Linked DNA regions of Rattus norvegicus: region 2 is linked to region 1. A link is a contact called in public Hi-C data. All regions are on one chromosome and are shown on one strand. The core of a region is the stretch at or near the end of the contact, and the rest is flanking DNA. Distances in the headings are between cores, read along the strand shown. Region 1 holds the start of Pgk2 (phosphoglycerate kinase 2). Region 2 overlaps Crisp1 (cysteine-rich secretory protein 1).

The links. A called contact is a pair of places that touch in the nucleus more often than the background predicts.
Region 2: a contact with region 1 is called in a Hi-C map of the A7r5 cell line, with 3 times the contacts expected there. The contact joins the enhancer-like site here to the promoter of Pgk2 in region 1. A contact is called at or near these places in 11 of 12 Hi-C or Micro-C datasets (the A7r5 cell line, the Rat2 cell line, frontal cortex and 6 more).

What each region holds. Positions count from the first base shown.
Region 1 is chr9:27,973,474-27,978,975 of GRCr8, forward strand. It overlaps Pgk2 (phosphoglycerate kinase 2), which reads left to right and starts at 3,440. Exons shown (of 1, transcript NM_001012130.1): 1 at 3,440-5,006. The coding sequence starts at 3,486. The coding sequence ends at 4,739.
Region 2 is chr9:28,245,793-28,252,023 of GRCr8, forward strand. Crisp1 (cysteine-rich secretory protein 1) reads right to left here. Exons shown (of 8, transcript NM_001039393.2): 4 at 3,944-4,034; 5 at 2,060-2,208. Among named protein-coding and RNA genes, the nearest start is that of Crisp1, 16 kb to the right of the region's middle. Within about 2 kb of position 3,954, at least 1 of the 93 cell types and tissues checked has an H3K27ac peak or open chromatin away from gene starts, as enhancers often do. A contact at or near this core is called in the A7r5 cell line, where this site is marked.

The DNA of each region.
Region 1 (5,502 bases), core at 2,190-4,689:
CAATGGGAGGAGAAGCCCTTTGTTTTGCTGAGGTTGGACCACCCTGCTCCCCACCAGTGTAATGGAATGTCAGGTTGGGAAAGGGGGGTGGTCGTTGAGAAGGGGGAACACCCTCATAGAAAAGGGGGGATGCAATAGGGGGCTTATGTACCGGAAGCCAGGAAAGGGAATAACATTCGAAATGTAAATAAAAAATATCCAATTAAAAAAAAAGGTCACATCAGAACTAAATAGCATCATATATGCTAGTGAACCTAACAAATTTCTACAGAATATTTTCTGAAACATGGAAATATGCACATTTTACTTAGTCTGTTTATAATGGGTCACATCTTGAGACACAATGTAAATCTTAAGAGATTCTGATAAACTGGCATAACTTTGTGAATTTTATGGAAACATATGCATTGCAAGTTTAAATTCAACCGCAAACGAAGCTCTGGTAATGATATAAATTCATGAATATTAAGTAACACAATATTGAATGATGAATACATTTTTAAAAATGAGGCCACAAAAATGGTAAACTTTTTTTTTCTAGTTCAAAATACAAATAAAAAGCAAAACACAGAGAAAAAATCTTTCTGTAAATTAAAAGCAGTCCTAGCAGGGAATTCATAGTTCTAAGTGCCTCTAAAGATTCCATAGAGTTAATCAAATTAATTCCTGATACAACTAAAAAAAACATTCAGAAAAGAAAGAAAAAGCCAAAACCAAATCCAGTAGACAGCAAGAAATAATAAGTATCAGAGCATAAATTATTGAAATAAAAAATAAAAAAAAATCATTGAAACTAAGGGCTAGTTTTTTAAGCAATAAAGTTTTGTGGTCTTTAAAATAAAAAAAAAAAGATGGAAAGACACTTGGTTCAGCTAACAAGAAAAAATAAAAGTTGATCCACAGTAACAAAATCAGACACTTGCCAGGAGACATTGCAATGAACACTAAAGAAACACAAATAAATAGTGTAAATTATTCCTTTAAAAATGTGTATTTTACTATGTTAGAATATCTAGATTCAACCAAATGCCAAAGTTAAATTATGTGGAAACAACAAACATAGCTATAAGAATTAGAACTGGGGACACATTAATAAGCCTATGACAAAGCAAACAAACAAATAAACAAACAACACAGAAAGAGAGAAAAAGAAAGAAAGAAAGGAAAGAAAGAAAAAAGAAACACTAACAGGAAAAAGAGGAGGAAAAGAAGGAAAAGAAGAAGATGGAAAGGGAAAGGAATGAGGTAGGTAGGGAAAAAGAAACAGAGAGTAAAATAATTCTTCTAATTATATATATTATATTATATATGAGTTATAATATACTATATATAAAATTATATCATATAATATATAGTATTATGTAAAGTATGCAATATATTATATACCATATATAAAATATATTATATACCATATATAAACACATAAATATTATATATTATATAATATGAATAATATATAATAAAATATTATATATCATAATATGTAATGCATGATGCATGATATATGACACATGATATAACATAGTAGATAAAATAGTAATTATTAAAATTATTAAGAATACAAAATACTACTACTACTTATTATTATTGTTATTATTGTTATTATTGTTATTATTGTTATTAAGGCCAATATCCCTGATGATTATAGGAAATACCCTCACTATAAACAGAATATGGGCGTTTGTCAAATAGGTCATTGAAATGGATCAATTTGGCTTTATTCTGGAGATGTAAATTGAATAAATACACATAAACCAATAAATGTAATAAATCATATAAATTACTAAAAGACAAATGATCATTTTATCTTCTTAATATATATGCAGAAAAGACCTTTGACAACATCCAACAAGGCTTCATGATAAAAGTCCTAGACAGAATAGCATAGGATGGAATATAAAATCTAATAAAAGCTTTATATGACAAACCCAAATCCAACTTTATGGTACATGGAGAAATACCCAGTTATTTGATTACATCAGGAAAGTACCGGGCTGTCCACTAGCCTCATACCTTGACAACATAGTACGTAAAACTGCAGCGACAGCAATAAGACTAGAAGAAAACCAAATGCATACAGATAGGAAAGGAGGTCAAATTATCACTGTTTTTCAATGATATATTATATATAGATGTCATAAATTCCAATAGAAAAATTTTACAGATTATCAACATTTTAGCAAAACAGGACAAAAATTTACCTTACAAATATTAGTACCCATTCCATACAGCAATAGCAACATACTGAGAGCTATGGGAACGTTGGTGTTCACAATAGTCTCAAAATAAATAAGTAAACTAACAAATAAAATCTAGCATAAAAGTAAAGAAATAAAATACCTCAACAATGAAAACTAAAAGAGTTAGGTATGATATTATAGTGTGAAAATACTCTCCACATTCACAAATTTTATAATTAATATTGTGATAATCCTATAGATCCTATGCCATTGCAGTCAGTCTCCAAGAAATCATAGAAACAGAACAATGAAAGTTCAAAAATTCAATCTAAGCAATCCTGAACAAACATGCAGAGCTAGAAAGACATTGTACCAGTTTCACTATTCAGCCACCCTTAGCAGGGTTTTGAAATTTTTTTTATTTATTTAATTTCTTGTAGAACCCTTCAACCCAAGGATCACATATTTTATTCATTATTTCTAAATTATACAATAATACAAGGAGTAAGAAAACAAGAAATAAGAAACACAATGACATACCTTCTGAATCTGAAAGAACCGTGATGTTTGTTTCCTTTGGTAGGAAGGCTGGCTCTTCTGCAGAAGCGAGCTTTCTCTCACTAAAGCCTAAAAATAAATAGACAGATTGATCGATCGGTCGATCGATCGATGAACAAAATAAAAAAAAAATAAAAGGTAAGGTAACAAAATATGATTCCCGCATAAAACTAGAATATATCACAAAGTCTAAGGGCAGTCCATGACCTCAACAGAAATATTTATTAAGGATAAAAAACATGTATGCTGTCTTGGACTACAAACAAAACAAAAACAGTACTTTTTTCAAATATTCATCATTTTTACTGCAGAGAATTTTACAGTTTAACTAGAGATTGGATGTGGGGACGCATTTTGTGATTTTTTCCTTTTTGTAATCTTACGGTTGGCTATTCTTTTTCTTTTCTAATCAATTTGAAAAAGGATATGGAAACAAAAACCAGGAGAAAAACAATCTGACCTTCTAGTACTTTTTATCTGATTTCCCAACGCTAACCCCAAGTGCTCTCTTTTACTGTTTAGTATTCTTGGATGGCAGTTTGAGTCTGTACCACGTGAAACTTTCCAAATCAAGATCGACAGGATGGAGGACCAATCACGGAACCGAATTTCCTTTCAAAGTCTACCAATGGCTATTGTACAGGAGACTTTGAACTCACAAAGGAAGGGCGGGGCCAAGACTTAAGCGTTAAAAATCATCACCGAGACAGCCTCCCGGCAGAGGTTGTCACTCAGCATACCATCAAAATGGCTCTTTCTAGTAAGTTGACTCTGGACAAAGTGGATGTTAAGGAAAAAAGAGTCATCATGAGAGTAGATTTCAACGTTCCCATGAAGAATAACCAAATTACAAACAACCAGAGAATCAAGGCTGCCATCCCAAGCATCAAATACTGTCTGGACAATGGAGCCACGTCCGTAGTTCTCATGAGTCACCTCGGCCGGCCTGATGGTATCCCCATGCCGGACAAATACTCATTACAGCCTGTTGCTGCTGAGCTCAAGTCCCTACTGAACAAGGACGTTATATTCTTAAAGGACTGTGTGGGCTCTGAAATAGAGAAAGCCTGTGCCAACCCAGGTAAAGGCTCTGTAATCCTTCTGGAGAACCTGCGCTTTCATGTGGAGGAAGAAGGGAAGGGTAAAGATGCTTCTGGACAAAAGATTACCGCTGAGCCTGATAAAGTGGAAGCCTTCCGAGCTTCACTGTCCAAACTCGGTGATGTCTACGTCAACGATGCTTTTGGCACTGCACATCGGGCTCACAGTTCCATGGTGGGAATAAATTTGCCCCAGAAGGCATCTGGGTTCCTCATGAAGAAGGAGCTAGATTATTTTTCCAAGGTCTTAGAAAAGCCAGAGAGGCCCTTCCTGGCTATTCTTGGTGGAGCCAAAGTGACAGACAAGATCCAACTTATCAAAAATATGTTAGACAAAGTCAATTTCATGATTATTGGTGGTGCGATGGCTTTCACCTTCCTGAAAGAACTCAAGAACATGAAGATTGGTGCTTCCTTGTTTGATGAAGACGGAGCCAAGATCGTCAAAGAGATCATGGACAAGGCAGAAAAGAATGGCGTAAAGATAACCTTTCCTGTTGACTTTGTTACCGGTGACAAGTTTGATGAGCATGCTAAAGTTGGACAAGCCACTGTAGAATCTGGTATACCATCTGGCTGGATGGGTTTGGATTGCGGCCCTGAGAGCATTAAAAACAATGCTCAAATTGTGGCCCAAGCAAAGCTGATTGTTTGGAATGGACCTCTGGGGGTATTTGAATGGGATGGCTTTGCTAAGGGAACCAAAGCCCTCATGGATGAAGTTGTAAAGGCCACCTCCAATGGCTGTATCACCATCATAGGAGGCGGGGACACTGCTACTTGCTGTGCCAAATGGAACACTGAAGACAAGGTCAGCCATGTGAGCACAGGAGGCGGGGCAAGTCTTGAGCTTCTGGAAGGCAAAACCCTTCCAGGGGTAGAGGCCCTCAGCAACATGTAATTGTCATAATGCATTTGCTTCCTGTTTCCTGCGATCAGTGCCAGAACCAATTCAGTGCTTTTACATCTCAACCTAACCTTGTCTCAATGTTGGTTAACATCTACTCGGTATCAAGACCCAGGTAAAGGGCTAGCAGTGAGCCGTATCAGCCCATCTTAATTCTGTCACGCCTTTGTTAGCCTCTTCAAGATCTCATCAGGATTCCCCACAGTCCTTCCTAGGGAGAAACCATTCTCGTGTCAACTATTAAAGAACTGAGCTGAGTAAGTTGAATGTGATGTCTTTACTTCAACCTCATTTCGCTCTGAATGTGGGAGACAACAGTCTGCGATTGGAGAAGATGGAGTACAGGCTGTCAGAAGGTTAAATGGTAAAAATGACCCAAATTAACAGAACATCATTATTTAAATATAACTCAGTTATAATTAGATCGTGGTAATATTTTTCCCCTAAATAAGGAAAGGAAGTACTTGGTTAACACAATTTTCTTTTTAAAAAGAAAAAAATAAAATTCACTGATACGTCTACTAATGTGCAAGCTAAAATCAGTATCAGGGTACGAATAAAGAATTGCTTGAAAGCGATAATTAGTAAGGGATAACATTTGAAATCTTAGCTTATGAAATAAATAGAAATGTCATTATCTCAGTATTGAGAAAATAAATCAGTGAAAACTCATTTTAAAAGTAAGAAAGCATGTAAGAAACAGAAATACTCATTGGTTAGTTTTTTTTTTTTAAATATTCTAAATCCAGCTGCAAAG
Region 2 (6,231 bases), core at 2,704-5,203, 270 kb after region 1:
CTCTCAGGTTTCCTTCTAATCCATTGGCATCATAAATCACCGGATTAAAGTGTTAAGTCTGAAGGCATCTTGGATTCTTTGTACACACCATTCATGTTCTGTGCTATTGGCCTTGAAAGAAAATATGATGTGCTGATGTTTATTTAACAATTCCGTGCATGCATTCATGACTGGTTATTTTGAGTTATATCTTTAGAAACGTTTAACCTCAATCTTCCCTAAAATTTACTTCATGTAAGTTATGAGACTCATGAATGAATGCTTTTGAGTCTTGTGCTTTATGAACAATCACTGTTTCTAATGTTTTCCATTTTAAATATTCAAATCTTCTTTCTTCTAGTATATACTTTGTTACTTCAAATTTAGAGATTTAAGTTTTTTTTTCTTTAAAATTAACTTGGACTCTGTGTGGCAGGCAAATGATCATTCAACCTGTTAATCAAATTAAGTCAATCCCTTGTCTATTTTCCTCCACCGATTGATTCTGGCATTTAAAATAATTGTAAATTTACACTGGGTAATATCATCACTTTGTTTCTGTTGTGAACACCTTCTCTATTCCTATTAACCACTCTCTCACTTTCTATAACACTAAGACTGAATGAATAAGAAGAAAATAAATTAAGAAAATTGTTCTGTTTAAGAAGCACAATAACAATAAACTACTTAGAATCCCTAGCAAGGAGTCTTAAACATTTCAAGGTGAGACTTGCAGAACACTAATTAAAAATAATTAAAGTAGATCTGATGTGGTTTGAAACTAATACCATTCCCAGACAGTGTCAGGTTTTGAACATTTTAACCATCAATTGGTTGTTTTTTGAAAGAAATATGCATGTCCAATAGATAAATGATAAATGTTCAACTTATTTAGAACCGTTAGAAAAATTTAATCAATGTTTCAGTAAAATTCTATGTCACTGCTCTTAGAATGATTGCCCTCTGGAAGAATAAGAGGAGAGATGTTTGCAATGATGTGGGGAGAGAAGGATTCTTCAATGGTGGCTGGTAGGAATATAAACTGTGCATCTTCTGAGGAGGTCAGTTTGGAGATAGGCACTCTTGTCTTTACCATAGTACCATTCACAATAGACAAGCCAGCCTAGGTAGCTGTTATTTGATGAATTTGTTAGAAAGAATAAAAAGAGAGTTTTTTTTTAAACACTAAGAACAATAAATTATGCCATTTGCAGGAAAATATATAGAGCTATGGATCTTTTTATTGAGTGAATATGGATAACCTCCTTAATCAAGGAAGGATCAGATTTTCTCTCACATATGAAGTCCATGTGTCAAAAGGAGACATGGTAATAAAGGGACCATTAGAATGATGAATGTGGAGATAGGACAGGGAAAATAAATAGAAAATAAAAGAAGTGAGTATAACATGCATGTAAGAACTCTCATAACAAACATTATTTTATACAATTAATATATGCTAATAAAGAAGCTAAGTGGGGTGGGGAAGTGACGAAATATTTGCCTTTTCCACTGGGGACCAGAGTATAGAACTCCAGAACCTATATAAAGACTTCAGCAGGTGTGGTAGCCATTTGTAATTTTATTGCTTGTCTTTTATCTTCATTTAATCAGAAAAATACAAACAAAGTATCTTTTACTGAGAACATCATACATGTGTATCTATATCACTTTGGCTCTCCCACTTCAAACTCCTCCCATGAGCTTCTTGTTACTTCTTTAATCATTATATGTATATATATATATATATACATATATGTATATATATATGTACATATACATTGTATATTCAACCTACTGAGTTTCTTTACTATTTGCTTTCTCATATGTCCAATGCTGACACTGTCTTTAGCTGAGCAGTCATTGGCCCTGTACTTCAACTAAAAGGCGGGATCAGGTAAAATTTCCCCTGTTGGCACTGTCAAGACAAGCGGTGTTATCATTGTCCTGGTCACAATTCAGGAACTAGATGGGTAGGATTTCATGGGCCATTTTCCTTACTTCTGAGAAGAAAACCAATACTTATTTTTTAACTACACATGTATCCAGTCATGTGTGTATCTGGAAGGATACAGATTACCTGGGTGTAGTGATAAGTTTCAATGTCATCATCTGTGGATGGCCATTCTCCGTATTTGAAATATTTCGACTCATTGTACCAGATTTCAATTACATTTGACCAGGAAGAGGGATAGTTTTCCATATGCATATTTTCTCCACAAAATGTATCTGAAATGAGGAAAGATGGCTGTATAATATTTTTATAAAGTAGAACACAGATGTTCTCCTCATTTTACTTCAAAAATGTTTTAAGGGTCACCTAGGCATTGTTTTAAAACAGAAAATAAACTCGGTTGTCTATCTGTTTTGCTCAATGAGTATGGTGTGTCAAGTCTGGTGAGACAGATGATGAGAAAGCTTTATTTATTTATTTTTATTAACTTGAGTATTTCTTATATACATTTCGAGTGTTATTCCCTTTCCCGGTTTCCGGGCAAACATCCCCCTCCCCCCTCCCCTTCTTTATGGGTGTTCCCCTCCCCATCCTCCCCCCATTGCCGCCCTCCCCCCAACAATCTAGTTCACTGGGGGTTCAGTCTTAACAGGACCAAGGGCTTCCCCTTCCACTGGTGCTCTTACTAGGATATTCATTGCAACCTATGGGGTCAGAATCCAGGGTCAGTCCATGTATAGTCTTTAGGTAGTGGCTTAGTCCCTGGAAGCTCTGGTTGCTTGGCATTGTTGTACATATGGGGTCTCGAGCCCCTTCAAGCCTTCAGATCTCTCAACCTGTCTCCTAACAGGTCTAAAATGATGGTAAAAGTCTGTATGAGCTGTGGTAGCTGTAAGTGAACAAGCTCTAGAGATAAAAGCAGTTACAAAGAGGGAACACATTCTTAAAGACATTAGACACATTTATCATACATGCTTCAGGTAGATATGGTACTGAAGAATAATCTGTCTTTCTCTAGAATATAAAGACAGCCCCATTGTTGAACACCATATCATAAGAGTACCAATAATCTGTAGGCATAAAGTTGTATGTGTATTTTTTAAAGTTAGTTTGGAAGAAAGCATTCCTTAAAATGTTGTGAAATTCCATATGATGCATTAAATATTGGGTAGTAGTTGTTCAGTTTATATGACAAAACTGAGCCTGTCTTTGAGAACTCAAAATTGTTTATCTGGGTAGTTCCACAGTTCCTCATGTCTCTGTGCTCCAAAACTAAGGAAATCCCCACTCTGAAATTGTGGACAACTAAGATAGCATTGGATGGAAACTTCCCAGCTATCCAGATGTAATCAATGCTTTAATGCTGCTTGTCATGATTGCTTCCTCCCATGGATGAGAGCTTAAACTCCAAAATTAAGAATATCCAAACTTTAAAAATCAAAAGCAATGTGTATCAAGGTACAATCTACCATCAAGGATAGTTGAAGGTTATTGTAGATTAAATCTGTTAGCTTTCTATTGTCCAGTTGCTTGTGTGAATGCTTTTTTTTTTGAGGTGTAATCTATTCATTAATATCTTTATTTATTTAAAATTCAGTTTTATCTAAACTGTCCCACAAGCTCTCACCTGTTGAAACGTGTTCAATAGATGATGTAGCTGAGTGGGTTGTAGGTGCTTTGAGAAATGGAGTCCATGTGACAGAGTTCGATCTTTGAAGATCCATGTCAACAGTGTACTTTCTTCCTATTATTTTTTTTCTCTCTATCCAGTTTCTTTTCTAATAGCGGGGAACAGCCTTCTTTACTCTACCCTCTATCATCTCATGTGGCCTCAGTTCTGTCCCAAATCACTCAAGCTGAAAAGCCATGGACTGTACTTTCTGAAGCCATGAAATAAAAACAAAACTCCACCTTTTAAAGTGATCTCCCACCACACTCCCCTGCAAGCATTTTATTCCAGTGTTGGGAAAGCTATTTAATACAAGTTGAGTCCTACAGACCCAAACATACTTGGTAGTCTCCTTTCAAGTGAGTCACTGTCTGACTTGTCGCAGTACCTCGCCAGAATTCTAGCATTTTCTGCAGCAGCTGAACTCCAACTCTATGATGCAAGAAAAGAATGAAATTGGCTTTCTCTACATAAGATACCCAGAAACACAGTGAAATTGGCTTTCTCTACCTAAGATACCAAGAAACACAATGAAATTGGCTTTCTTTACCTAAGATTCTTGCTTTTTGTAAAAAAAAAAAAAAAAAAAAGAAAAGAAAAGAAAAGAAAGTGGACTTGTCACATCTTTTCTAGTGGAAACAGAACTTTTACATGGTGACATTTTCCTTAAGTATTCTAGTAGGAACAAAAAGAAGACAAGTGTGTAATTCATCTCAGTTTCCTGTGATGTTACAATTTAAAACTACGTCATAACTTTCAGACCATAGCTTGTTTCTCAGAATTTAAGTAAAGAGTTTCATGAAAACAGATCAAAATCAGAAAGGTAACCCAATAACTTGTCAGTTATTCTTCCTCAATGCTGGCTAGTTTTTGTCAACTTGATACCAACTAACCTGAAAAGAGAGAACTGCCCCTGAGCAATATTTTCCTGCGTGTGACAATGTTTTTTTTTTAATTTTATTTTTTAATGTCATTGGTGGTTTGCCTACGGGTGTGTCTGTGTGGTTCTGTCAGATCACCTGGAAAAGGAGTTACAGACGGTTAGTTGTGAACTGCCCTGTGGGCGTTGGAAATTGAACATGGGTTCTGTGGAAGAGCAACCAGTGCTCTTTTCTACGAAGCCATCTCTCCAGCTGAGAACCAGAGTTTTAAAGCTTTTAAGTGTCACACAACAGAGAATTTGAATCAGTTAATTGAGAGTATTCTGAACTCTTCATGTAGGCAGAATTAGTGTAGTATGGGCTCAGTTTAAGCATTGTTTTTAAACCACTCAGAAATGCCTACATGGGAGTAGTGGTGACATCCTGACACTCCTGAAACCAGCATCCCCATAGTCTGCTACGTGCTACACTGTCAGCCACAATTATAGAATTTACTTGCTTTACTCACATACTTTTGTATAAATTCTCTAAGGATGTAAGAACAATTACAATTCCTTTTGGACTCATTTTCCACTGCTTCTGTGTTTTGAGCTTGGTGTTTGAATCAAATCTTTAGAACACACTAAGTTCACTGGACTTAATAACAATATAGAAAGCAGCATTAGAATTATTGCCATCGCTCTAGAGAAAAAGTCAATTTTTCTCAGCATGGACGCTAAGAAGATAATTACTGTGTCTATGCTGCCATCTAGTGGCTCTATCGCAGAATTACTCTTCTAGCTGACAGCATACAAAACACATTTTTTTTTTTTTTTTTTTTTTTTTATTAACTTGAGTATTTCTTATATACATTTCAAGTGTTATTCCCTTTCCCGGTTTCCGGGCAAACATCCCCCTCCCCCCTCCCCTTCCTTATGGGTGTTCCCCTCCCAACCCTCCCCCCATTGCCGCCCTCCCCCCATAGTCTAGTTCACTGGGGGTTCAGTCTTAGCAGGACCCAGGGCTTCCCCTTCCACTGGTGCTCTTACTAGGATATTCATTGCTACCTATGAGGTCAGAGTCCAGGGTCAGTCCATGTATAGTCTTTAGGTAGTGGCTTAGTCCCTGGAAGCTCTGGTTGCTTGACATTGTTGTACTTTTGGGGTCTCGAGCCCCTTCAAGCTCTTCCAGTTCTTTCTCTGATTCCTTCAACGGGGACCTATTCTCAGTTCAGTGGTTTGCTGCTGGCATTCGCCTCTGAATTTGCTGTATTCTGGCTGTAAGACTATTCTTTTTTTTTTTTTTTTTTTTTTTTTGTGGTTCTTTTTTCGGAGCTGGGGACCGAACCCAGGGCCTTGTGCTTCCTAGGCAAGCGCTCTACCACTGAGCTAAATCCCCAGCCCCTACAAAACAAATTTTTTTTCCATTTTTCAAGTTAAGAAAGATTACTCTTTCATGTGTGTGTGTGTGTCCAGCTGAGGAAATATAAAACGCCAAAATTACTTTCTGTATACAATAGGACTTCGCAATAGAGAGGCAATCCTAGAAATAGTTGTTTGTTCATCTGGCAGAAAGGAGATGGAAATTATCTTTAATATAATTAAGATCAGAGTCTCTGGCGATCTTCCCTTGAATGAAGGATTTAGCATAAAACAGATTATATTCTTGAGACTCCTTGAAATGGAGACAGCTGTAGTGCAAAATTAAATAAACTAAATTACTTTTACTAATTATAAGAATATTTCTTCAGGAGCTCACCAACCGCCTAG